Linked DNA regions of Lactuca sativa: region 2 is linked to region 1. The links are chromatin contacts, called in public Hi-C maps. All regions are on one chromosome and are shown on one strand. The core of a region is the stretch at or near the end of the contact, and the rest is flanking DNA. Distances in the headings are between cores, read along the strand shown. Region 1 holds the start of LOC111885689 (nicotinate phosphoribosyltransferase 2). Region 2 holds the start of LOC111885710.

Region 1 (5,156 bases), core at 1,395-3,894:
CTGATTATTTATCTCAACAAGCTTAAAAACACAACCTAATGCAGCTTGAGCATAACACGTCACCAAATATGTCCCTATTCCAAACGCATCCACCTCATGACCCTGAAAAAAAAAATTAATTTTAATTCTTTTTTTTTTTTAAGTTTTTAACATAACATGGAATGGAATGGAATGGAATGATTGATTCCGATGGAAAGAACGATTCCATTCCAATCCTTCTCCGATTCCGACATACCAAACACTAGTTAAGAATTCAAAATATATAAAAAGCTTTGCCTGTTTGTTTAAAGCATCCAAAGTTTCTTCATTGAGATCATTGCTAGCTGTGATTCCGGTCTTTCCAAACCCCGGAATTACAAATTCCGTTTCAATCGTTTGAAAGAATTTTCTTGTCTCACATGAAAGATAAGCAAGATCACCGGAATCCAACCGAATACCCCTTGCTTTATACCTATACAAATAATAATTAACATATTAATTATTATTATCACTTAACCTTTTGTATCATAAAATACAAAAAGACAAAAATACCCCAGATCATTTAGTGCTAGAGCCACTGCACAGAAGTTAGGAACACCACTCTTCATCACCTAGAAAAAGACAATAAATAATACCCCAGATTATAATAATTAGTAATGTAAGCAAAAAAATAATAAATAATAATAATAACTTACATCATATGTGTCTACAAGAGCTAGAAAGTTATCAGGAAAAGCTAAAGCATATGAAATAAAAGCAGCTAATTCACTCTGATTAGTCTCACCAAAAACACCCTTCAATATACTTAGCCTCTGAAACAAATAAATAAAAAAAATAGAGTTATTAAAAATATAACATATAATTATATAAATAATGAAAAATGAAAAATGAAAAATTATTACCTTTATTTTGCTTAACCATGTTTGAGAAGCACCAACAAAATCCTCACATACTTGAGATCCATCATGACTTTTTAGAGACTTATCTATAATCTCATCAGTTCCCTACATCAAAAAATTAATAATTTTCTTTTAAAAAGAAATTGTAATAAGAACTTTTTCACTGAATAAAAAAAATGGTTATTTATATTTCATAATTTTATAATACTAACCATGAATGAGCTAACAAAAGCATGGGAATGTGTTCCACGAAGTGGTATTCCAAATATTTTTCCAGCTGCACAATTGCTAATATTTCACAATAAATAAATAAAAAAATATAAGATACAATTTTACATTGTTATTTGTTATATATTAATATATATAAATAATTTGACCATAATTAATATAGTCAACACCTTGTTGCATCAAATCCTCCCATGTAGCAATATCTTGATGCCCCTATACCACCATCTGGGCCCTAAGAAACAAGAATTTCTGTTAAAAAATAGAGGGGTAAAATGGTCATTTTCTCGTATTCAAACAATAACCTGTGCCCTTCGAAGTCCAAATTCAAGAAGAAGTTTGGATTTTCCAGCAACAAAACGATGTCTTGCAGCATTTGTGGTGACTAATGATGCATAATTTATGAGATTCACATATGGAGTTTCCAACAATTGAACAACCTGTAAGAAAACAGAATATGAATAAATGGATTTCAATTCATATTCTTTTCACATAAGGGGTAAATTGGTAAATAGTAAAATAGTTTGTTTGACTGATTGACTTACAGCCACTGGGCCTTCAACTCTCATCAGGGGTATTTTAGGAAAGACAACTGACCCTTCTGCAATTGCATAAACTTCAACATCTGAACAATCAATTCCTTCAAGGTAATCAAAGAAGGCATCCTGATATGAACAGAAGAAAATTGACATCAATGAACAAATCTTTAAACTTGATTATGTTACTTATGAGGATCAAGTAAATCTGAATTGAAGCTTTACCTCACATGTAGGAGATAAACTTTCTCGAACAAAAGCAATCTCTTCCTTTGATAATTTGAAATTAGCAATGAATCTTATGCACTCTTCTAAACCAGCAAAAACTGTGTACTCACCACCAAAGGGATTTTTCCGAAAATATAAGTCAAACCTGAAACAGATCACAGATTGCAGAAAGTTCCCAAATTATTTCCAAAATTACATGCCCTAAAGCCAGTGTAACCGATCTAATTAGTTTCTTCAGTCCATGATTACGGAATCAATCAATTCCATCTAGAAACAAACAAATCACAAGGAATTGAGAAACTAACACAGCTCGTTCTTTATGCTTTCCAGCTTTCCAGTATGCGTAAGCCATAGTGAACTGATAGAGATCGTTGAGCAGCGGCGTAACCATAGGATTAGTGGGACCATCGATTACCGGCGGCGGACGATTATGTTTCTCCTCTTTAACGCCACCGTTAACTTCAGGTTTTACGTCCATTCTATGTATGTTGCTTGCTCAATCAAGATGAAACAAGTTGTATAGACTTCCTAATTTTCGTCCCCTTATCTATATATGTGTGTATGAGCGAGAATCAAAGCAGGAAGTGTGTGCGCTCGTGTTTCAGATAGATAGGGGCCAATGGAATCAAAAAAGAGGGGAAAGAAAAGGACGGAAATGGCGGAGGTCGGCAGCTGGTGGCGGCGTCGTCGCCGAAGTGGGGCTGTGTCGTTATTCTATATTCTTCACTAGCGAGTCGTGAATTTTGTCTTGTTGAAACAAACTTTTTCTGTTGGGGATATTTTCGATAGCTCAACCTTTTTTATGTATTTTTTTTCTTTGGTAATTATATAATTAATAAGATTATATTTGTAACAATTATATAAAAACAAAATATAGATTTTAGATTAGGATTATTTATTTCATTTCATAAACTATGACATATTTGTTTTATTTATTATTATCAAGTGGACCTGATAATGGAGCAAGTTTGGAACAGATTGGCCTTGACCCAAACCCCAATCCATAGTTCACACGGTTCAATGAATTTTCAACCATTTTATCCGGCTCATTTACAATATTAAGGTTATCTCCAATGCATTAAACTCATGGAGAGTTGAATAGAATGCCAACTAAGAAAGAGACTATATATATTCAATTAAATTCTTAAAAAATCCACAACTTTTCACTGCACATTCTATTCAACCGTTCGATGGTAATTCAACTCCACATTCTCTCTCCTCTATATTATATTCAAATTTATTCTATTGAACTCTCATTAAACTCCCATTGTGGATGGTCTAAGATTAGGCTATAATTATACATTATAACACATATAACATAAATCATTAAAACTAGACAACATTCATTCAAAAAAAAACTTCAATTTTAGCTTAATAAATAACGTTTCCAAAACAAAACAAATGTCTACTATTGCAAACATGCATGAGAAAATGTAGACATCAAAATGCATCTTCAAAAAAATCTAAAGTCCAACCGATCTACTCACTCACTAATCACCTGGAAAAAAGTAAACACATATAAGCAGTTTCGTAAAACTCGTAGAGTTGGCCGAGTACTCCCCTCGGCCCCTTACCGAGGCGAGTTATAGAATCAGAGTACTCCCCGATCGGTCCACTACTGAAGCGAGCAGTGTTGTAAAACTCGGTCAACTCGGTGATTAATATGTATACTATACTTAATGATTTATTATTTAATACACACATGTTATTATTACTACATATATATATATATATATATATATATATATATATATATATCTTAAATTTTCATCAATTATTCACGAAGTGAAACCATTGTGTGTTTTCAGTTTTTATGTATTCACATGTATATAATTTTGTTATGCATTTCAATCAACTTATGATTTTAACCTATGATTTTTACATATATAATCTCACTAAAAATATTTTACATGAATTATGGAATCCAAGTACTCATGAGTACTCCCGACTACTCACGAGTACTCCCGAGTACTCGCTACTCGGCAGTCGGCCTCATGGGTACTCCCGGCTACTCCTGAGTAGTCCCGAGTACTCGCTACTCGTCAGTCGGCCGAACAAGTACCAAGTAGCGAGTTCTACAACATTACATACAAGTATATATTAAATTATTTCATGTAAAAATTTAAGTGACTTCTAGAGTTAAAGTAATATATTTTTTTGTTTCCTTGAAGAACGGATCGAATCGATTATGATCCATACATAACCCTTTCAATAAAAGGGTTAACGGGTATGTAACGTCCCAAATATTCATAGTAAAATTGTTATTTTTAGAGCAATAATCCATACAAACGAGTCATTCCAAAACCAATTAAGGTGAATATGTTATATAAACATCAGAGTAAATATCATAAATTGCTAATGCGGGAAACTCTGGGGGATGTTGTGCAGTCACGTCGGGCCATTTCCTTTCAAACCGGAAATACCTGAAACCAAACACATAAGCCGTAAGCACAAACCATACATATCCTTGGGTTTAACCCTAGGGTATAGTCCAATCCAATAAGAAAATATGGGCCCTGCCCTGGGGTATATTTCAACCCAATAAACAAATATGGAATTTGCCCTGGGGTGTATTTCAACCTGAGCATGAAATAGTGGGCCCCGCCCTTGGGTTTATTTCAACCCGAGCATACATGTAACACCCAGTTTTGGAAGTATTCAATTTTGGTCTCAGAGGCCAAGGGTAGGGGCGATTCAGACTTTTATGGGTCTCAGGTTTATTTGGAAGGATGAAAGGCTTGTGTGTGGAGCTAGAAGCGTAGGGCTTCTCGACACCTTTTCGTGGATATAAAGTTCGTCAAAAACGGACTTAGAATGAAGAAGATATAGTACTTTGAAGTTATTGGCAATATTGGTCCTTAATGGAGAAAGATGGCAAGAAAGGACCATGCATGCAAGGTGGCCAGCGTGAGAGTACGCCCAACGTAAGCTGGGGTATGCCCAGTGTAGAAGGGTTAAGTGATCGCGGGTGATGGAGACGTATGCCCAGCGTACGAGATATACGCCTAACATACGTTAAGAGACCCTAAACCCTAATTTTAGGGTCAAGCGCTATATAAGGAACATTAGGACTCAAAACCTAGCCTCGTATCAACCTCCACAACCTCAGAAAAGCCCTAGAACGTCTCATCCTTTCATTATTGTGTGATTTTGACCTTGAGAAGCCCATCTTGGTGGTTTTAAGCTTGGAAGAAGAAAGAAGAAGTTGGCAAAGAAGGACTTAGGTAGCTTGAGCTCATAGATCCAGGATAGCATCATCATTTGGGACTCTTTGGAGGTATAAAGTTCA
Region 2 (5,156 bases), core at 1,513-4,012, 670 kb before region 1:
TGGTCAAAGGGCAAAATTGTCATTTTACAAAGAACCAACAGATGTGAAGTTGGATTTAACCAACGAAAAACATAAAATTTGTGTTTCATTCGGAGTATACAACATACACATAGAAAAAAAAAAACTGTAATTTATTCTAAAAAAATATTACAAGTTATATAAAAAAAATTAAAAAATGTATTTTTTTTAAAGTACCTGTTGTCCACAAATCTCATGTGACCTTCTTGACACACGATCTGCAACACCATCTTCAGCAAATGTCACAAAACCAAACCCTCTGTGACCAGATCTTTTTGGATCCTATATATTATTATTAAAGCTGTTAATTTTTTTAAATTGACCATCTTGCCCTTGGACCAAGACCAAGAAAAAACAGTATGATCATCAACTTGCAAACATCCATCAGCAAAATATTCTTATCGCTTTGGTTCAGCCAATAAATACAACATATCTTTTTTTCATTCTAGGTCCAAGGGTAAAATGGTCATTTTCAGAAAGTATCATCTCAGTATTTAGATTCAATGATCCAGAGACCAAAACCATCAATATGAAACATTAAAATAAAGACCAAACATACAAACAGGTCTTTTAGAAACCAAAATCATTATAAAACTATTCCTTTATGGACCAAAACCAAAAGGATCGATAAAATCAAGGACCAAAATTGTAAATTAAAATACCTTTGGGACATAAGCATCCAAAATTCTTCCAAATCTTCCAAAATATTGGCGAAGATCTTCTACACTAGCATCCTGAGAAAGCCTACCAACAAAGATTTTCTTTCCCATTCCCCGAGTTGACTCGCCTCCTGTAAAAATCATGAAATTAAATAAATAATTGTTTGGTTATTTTAATTTAATTTTATGGAAAATGAAAATGAAAACATACTTCCATAAATGGGGCCCGGGTAATCATATGATGTAGGAGCACCTAATGCAGCATATCTAGTTGTCACATACGCATTATATGCACCATATCCTCCTCCTCCTCCTCCTCCTCCACCACCACCACCACCACCACCGCTACTGCCGCCGTGAGACATCCGGCTAACTGGCCGGAAATCATCTTCTTTGGGTGTTGCTCGGTCAACAACCACAGTTGACCCCCCTAGTTCATGGGTTTCAGACATGAGATCATCCACAGAATCTGTAAACAAATAAGATAATAAGTTAATTGCTTGAAAGTTCGATAAATTGTTTGAATTTTAATCAAATTAAAAAGATTTAAATCTTTAATGGAATTACCAGCAGTTGCAAAAGTAATGAAACCAATTCCACGATGCCCTTTGGTGCTTGGATCCTACAGAAATTAGATATTAAGTTCCTATAAAAACAAATTAACAGAAGAAAATATAAAATTTTATGTACCTTGGGCATGTACAAATCTGTAATTTCACCAAATTTATCAAAATGGCTGGAAAGGAACAAAGTAGCAAACACATTGTATATTAATAGAGACAAAAAAAAAAGCAACAACAAATTATAGAGTGTATAAAATCTATTATCTACCTCCTGAATTCATCTTCTGTAACTGAGGGAGGAATTCTAGCAACAAATATCCTGGTGACTTTCTTTGAAGGTGCTCTCATTTCCTCCTAAAGAAGAAGAAAAATAGCAAATTTGATTAAAATTATGAAAATTTCAGAAGTAGAATATGATAAAGTGTTTGAAAAAATACCTTTGGTGTGGCTATTTTTACTTCAAGTGCTCTATTCCCTAGGAAGTGTTCACTCGCAAGTGCAGCCTATAAAAATTGTCATCAGAAAATGATTTAAATTAATAAGTATGAAGATCTATCGATCTTGTATGTAATAAGAAAGTTTGAATACAGTAATAAACAATAACTTGCCTTGGCATCTTCAACTGTTGCAAAGGTAACATATCCAAAACCACGAGATCGACCACTTGAGCGCTCCTGGAATTATAAAATCCAGTTTAAGCATCAAAATTGGATTTGTTCACAGAAATTCAGATTGATTTATCACATTTTAATCAAGAAAGGGAGAGAAAGGAGCAAGCATTGATCTTTAAAGCTTATTCCTTTGAAGAAAATTTCATCATACAAAAGACCATGTTGTGATTCTAAAGTGTAACTAACCTTCATCACGATGCAGTCCTCCAAATCGCCATATTTGCTCATGTAATCCTTCAGACCATCGGTATCGACATCCCAAGGGATGCCCAATACCTAATATGGTAATATATATACAGACATACCATGGATTTGAGTTCTCAGTGAAACGATGAAACAGAAACAAAAAATGGAGGCATAAGGAGAAGCTTACCACGAGTTTTTTCTCAGACATAATGGAGAAAACAAGTATTAGGGTTTACAGTGAGAAAATCACACAAAACAACACTCAATTCCTTCTCTTTAGCTCTCCCGGTCTCACCAAATTCCTCTCTCTCAATTAATCTCTCACACACGAAGACGAAGGAGACTCCTGCACACAATACACACACCTCTTTCTCACACACAATCACCATCATCATCATCATCAATATCATCATATTCCAATACAAACTCACCATTTTTATCATCTGTACATCTGAAAAAACGTATACCTAAAATGGAATAATTAAACGATCGATTACCGATACCTTCGATTATATAGTTTTGTTCGGAATTTCAAAACCCTAAATCGCAGATCCCTCGGGTCGGGCCACACTCCACTCTCGGATCTCTCTCGCGCGCTCTCTCTCTCTCTCTCTCCAAGGCGCCGCTCAGCTACGCTCGTCTAATTGCAAAAAGAGCTTACCAGGAAAGGGAATCGTATATTTGGATATTATCTTCATGGGGAAAGTGACATTTAGGACCTTATACTAAGCTTAAACATCATTTATAACCCTAATGTTGAATTCATTTTACAAATTAGTACTTGCATATTTTTCAAGTAAAAGTATGAGTTACTTATAGAAATGGTCTTTTGTGGTTGTCCAAAAGTCATGTTTTCTGCCTAATATTTTCTAATAAACGTTTTGTTCCTAACTTTGAATTTTATCGTGGAAAAGATATTTCCTCTCATGCCATCTATTTTTTTTAATCAAATGAATTTATAGATTATAATAGTTTAATATATATCGATTGAAGGCAAACGGGCAACAAGTTGCGTCGTTAGCCCTTTCTGGATGTCAAAATCAATTCTTTTGAAAACAACATTTGTGTATCTAGGATATATGACATTATAATGCATGACCTGTTGGACTCTATTGAGGAGCTCTACCGCCTCTGGTGCGAGAAAACCAAATGTATCGAATGCAAAAGGTACAAACACATGTTGATTTTCTATACATGCATTCTCGTGCTTTACCACTTTGCACGCAGCGGCTTTCAAAGCGGCATGCCCTACTGTGAAACCCCCGCTCCCCAAACCAACGAGAGGAGAGACCCCAGTAAGATCCACGCACACATGCTTCCCTCCTATCCATCCAAAGACCAAAATGTCAACCGGTCTAAGAGTGGACCTTCCATTATGCGGGTCCGTCAAAAAGTTCACTGGCGCTTCTTTCTTCACAGAAATACCAGCACGCCGACGAGCATCAAAGAGAACATCCTGAACCACATCATGTCTGTACTTGAAACCAGGGAGCTCTCTACAATGAACTGCGTGTTCCCCAAAGGTATCCAACATGCCTTGCGGCAAACTGGGTATATCTCGTCAATTGGGAATAGGGGAATCATGAGGCGGTAGCGAATGATAGTTCGATACTCCACAAGAGACATATGCTAGTCAAGACCATCAATATGGATAGTTAGCAGAAAATCCTGAGCATGAGGTGCCCGCAGACACTCATAGACTGCTTTCTGTCTGACGGTCATGTCGAAGTCGACTTCCATATCTTGGACGATTTTGCTAAAAAGGGCACACGCCAAAGCTTTTTGGGATTTAGGGGGGCGGTGTCCTTATTAGTGAAACCGCTACAGTCAAATCCCATAATCGTATCACGAAGACGAGTCATAACACATAGGTAATCTGAGTCCATACCAAATGTGCCACTGTCACGTAAGATGTGGTCTTGTAATGCCCAATATTGGGCCCTCAAGGCTACAAAAGTGTAGGAGGAAACCCCGTATGCCGAGTACAAACCCAGACCACCGAAACGAATAGGTAAGGAAGCCAGGCGCCACTAAATGTGTCCAAAGAAGGGGCCTCCACATACCACCATGTCCTCGATAGACCTACATAATCCTTTGTCAAAGAACAAAGCTGCCTCTTCTATGTGTACCGGCTGGCATGTCCTTTTACCAAAGAAAAGTTTTGTAATGCCCATACATGATCGGAGCAAAAGGAGCTCACTCTGCGGGTCATATAGTTGTGGAAGAAGGCCCATCAAATCAACAGCATTGACCGCTCTCTTTATGGTCAGGCCGCTAATAAACCATGCGTCTCTGCTAACAGCGCCACGCCACCCCCCCGAGGAGCTTCACCCCCAAAGAAGGTATCCCTATATCCGTTGGGAATAAATCAGCACGAAGCTTCCTACCATCACAGGAGGGCCAAAAAATCTTCGTTTTCTTGATGTTCAACTCAAGATCCAAGCCTGGACCATGCAACCGAATAATGTTCAACACTCTAGCCACCTCCTCTGAATCCTCAATGACAGTTCCATCATCTAGATATCAAGCATGGAGAAAGAGCTTACAATTGTCTCTAATCTTGTGCACAAGCGGGGTGCAAAACGAGGGCAAAAAGAAGAGGGCCCAAGGGGTCACCTTGTTACACCTTAGTGGCAGACCATATATGTTGGTCTCCGATATAAAGTCTCGCTGCTTGCCCGTACGAGAAATTCACCCACGAAGAAATGGAAAGGCACATTTTCTTAACCTCGTGGAGCAATGCTTATCGATCCACCAGGTTAAAGGCATTCGAGAAATCCATAATCAGCATTACAAGAGACTCATCGGCATGGTGTTCACTCAACACCCTATTAGCAATGTGTAACATAGCCTCAGCACCGCCGGATACACCAACCCCGAACTGAAAATCATTAAGGTACCTGACCATTTCTTTACCCACGCCTTTCATGGCAACCTTGGAAACCAGACGTCTCCGTATAGTGCCTACTGCAATCGGACAGATCCCGTTGTCAAGTTTAAGTAAAGGCGTAAGAGGAGCGATGTGACAACCCAAAATTTATTCCATCGTTATAACTGTT

Evidence for each region. Hi-C and Micro-C count contacts between places; a contact is called where the count stands out from the background.
Region 2: a contact with region 1 is called in a Hi-C map of seed, with 4 times the contacts expected there. The contact joins the promoter of LOC111885710 here to the promoter of LOC111885689 in region 1. A contact is called at or near these places in 2 of 4 Hi-C or Micro-C datasets (leaf and seed).

The regions. Positions count from the first base shown.
Region 1 is chr3:143,788,956-143,794,111 of Lsat_Salinas_v11, reverse strand. LOC111885689 (nicotinate phosphoribosyltransferase 2) reads right to left here and starts at 2,644. Exons shown (of 15, transcript XM_023881931.3): 1 at 2,173-2,644; 2 at 1,865-2,012; 3 at 1,649-1,768; 4 at 1,409-1,543; 5 at 1,277-1,338; 6 at 1,091-1,166; 7 at 882-983; 8 at 675-791; 9 at 532-590; 10 at 277-451; 11 at 1-102. The coding sequence starts at 2,345.
Region 2 is chr3:144,456,126-144,461,281 of Lsat_Salinas_v11, reverse strand. It overlaps LOC111885710, which reads right to left and starts at 2,762. Exons shown (of 13, transcript XM_023881953.2): 1 at 2,601-2,762; 2 at 2,285-2,443; 3 at 2,098-2,187; 4 at 1,849-1,914; 5 at 1,678-1,743; 6 at 1,509-1,594; 7 at 1,368-1,413; 8 at 1,245-1,299; 9 at 889-1,146; 10 at 681-808; 11 at 196-300. The coding sequence starts at 2,305.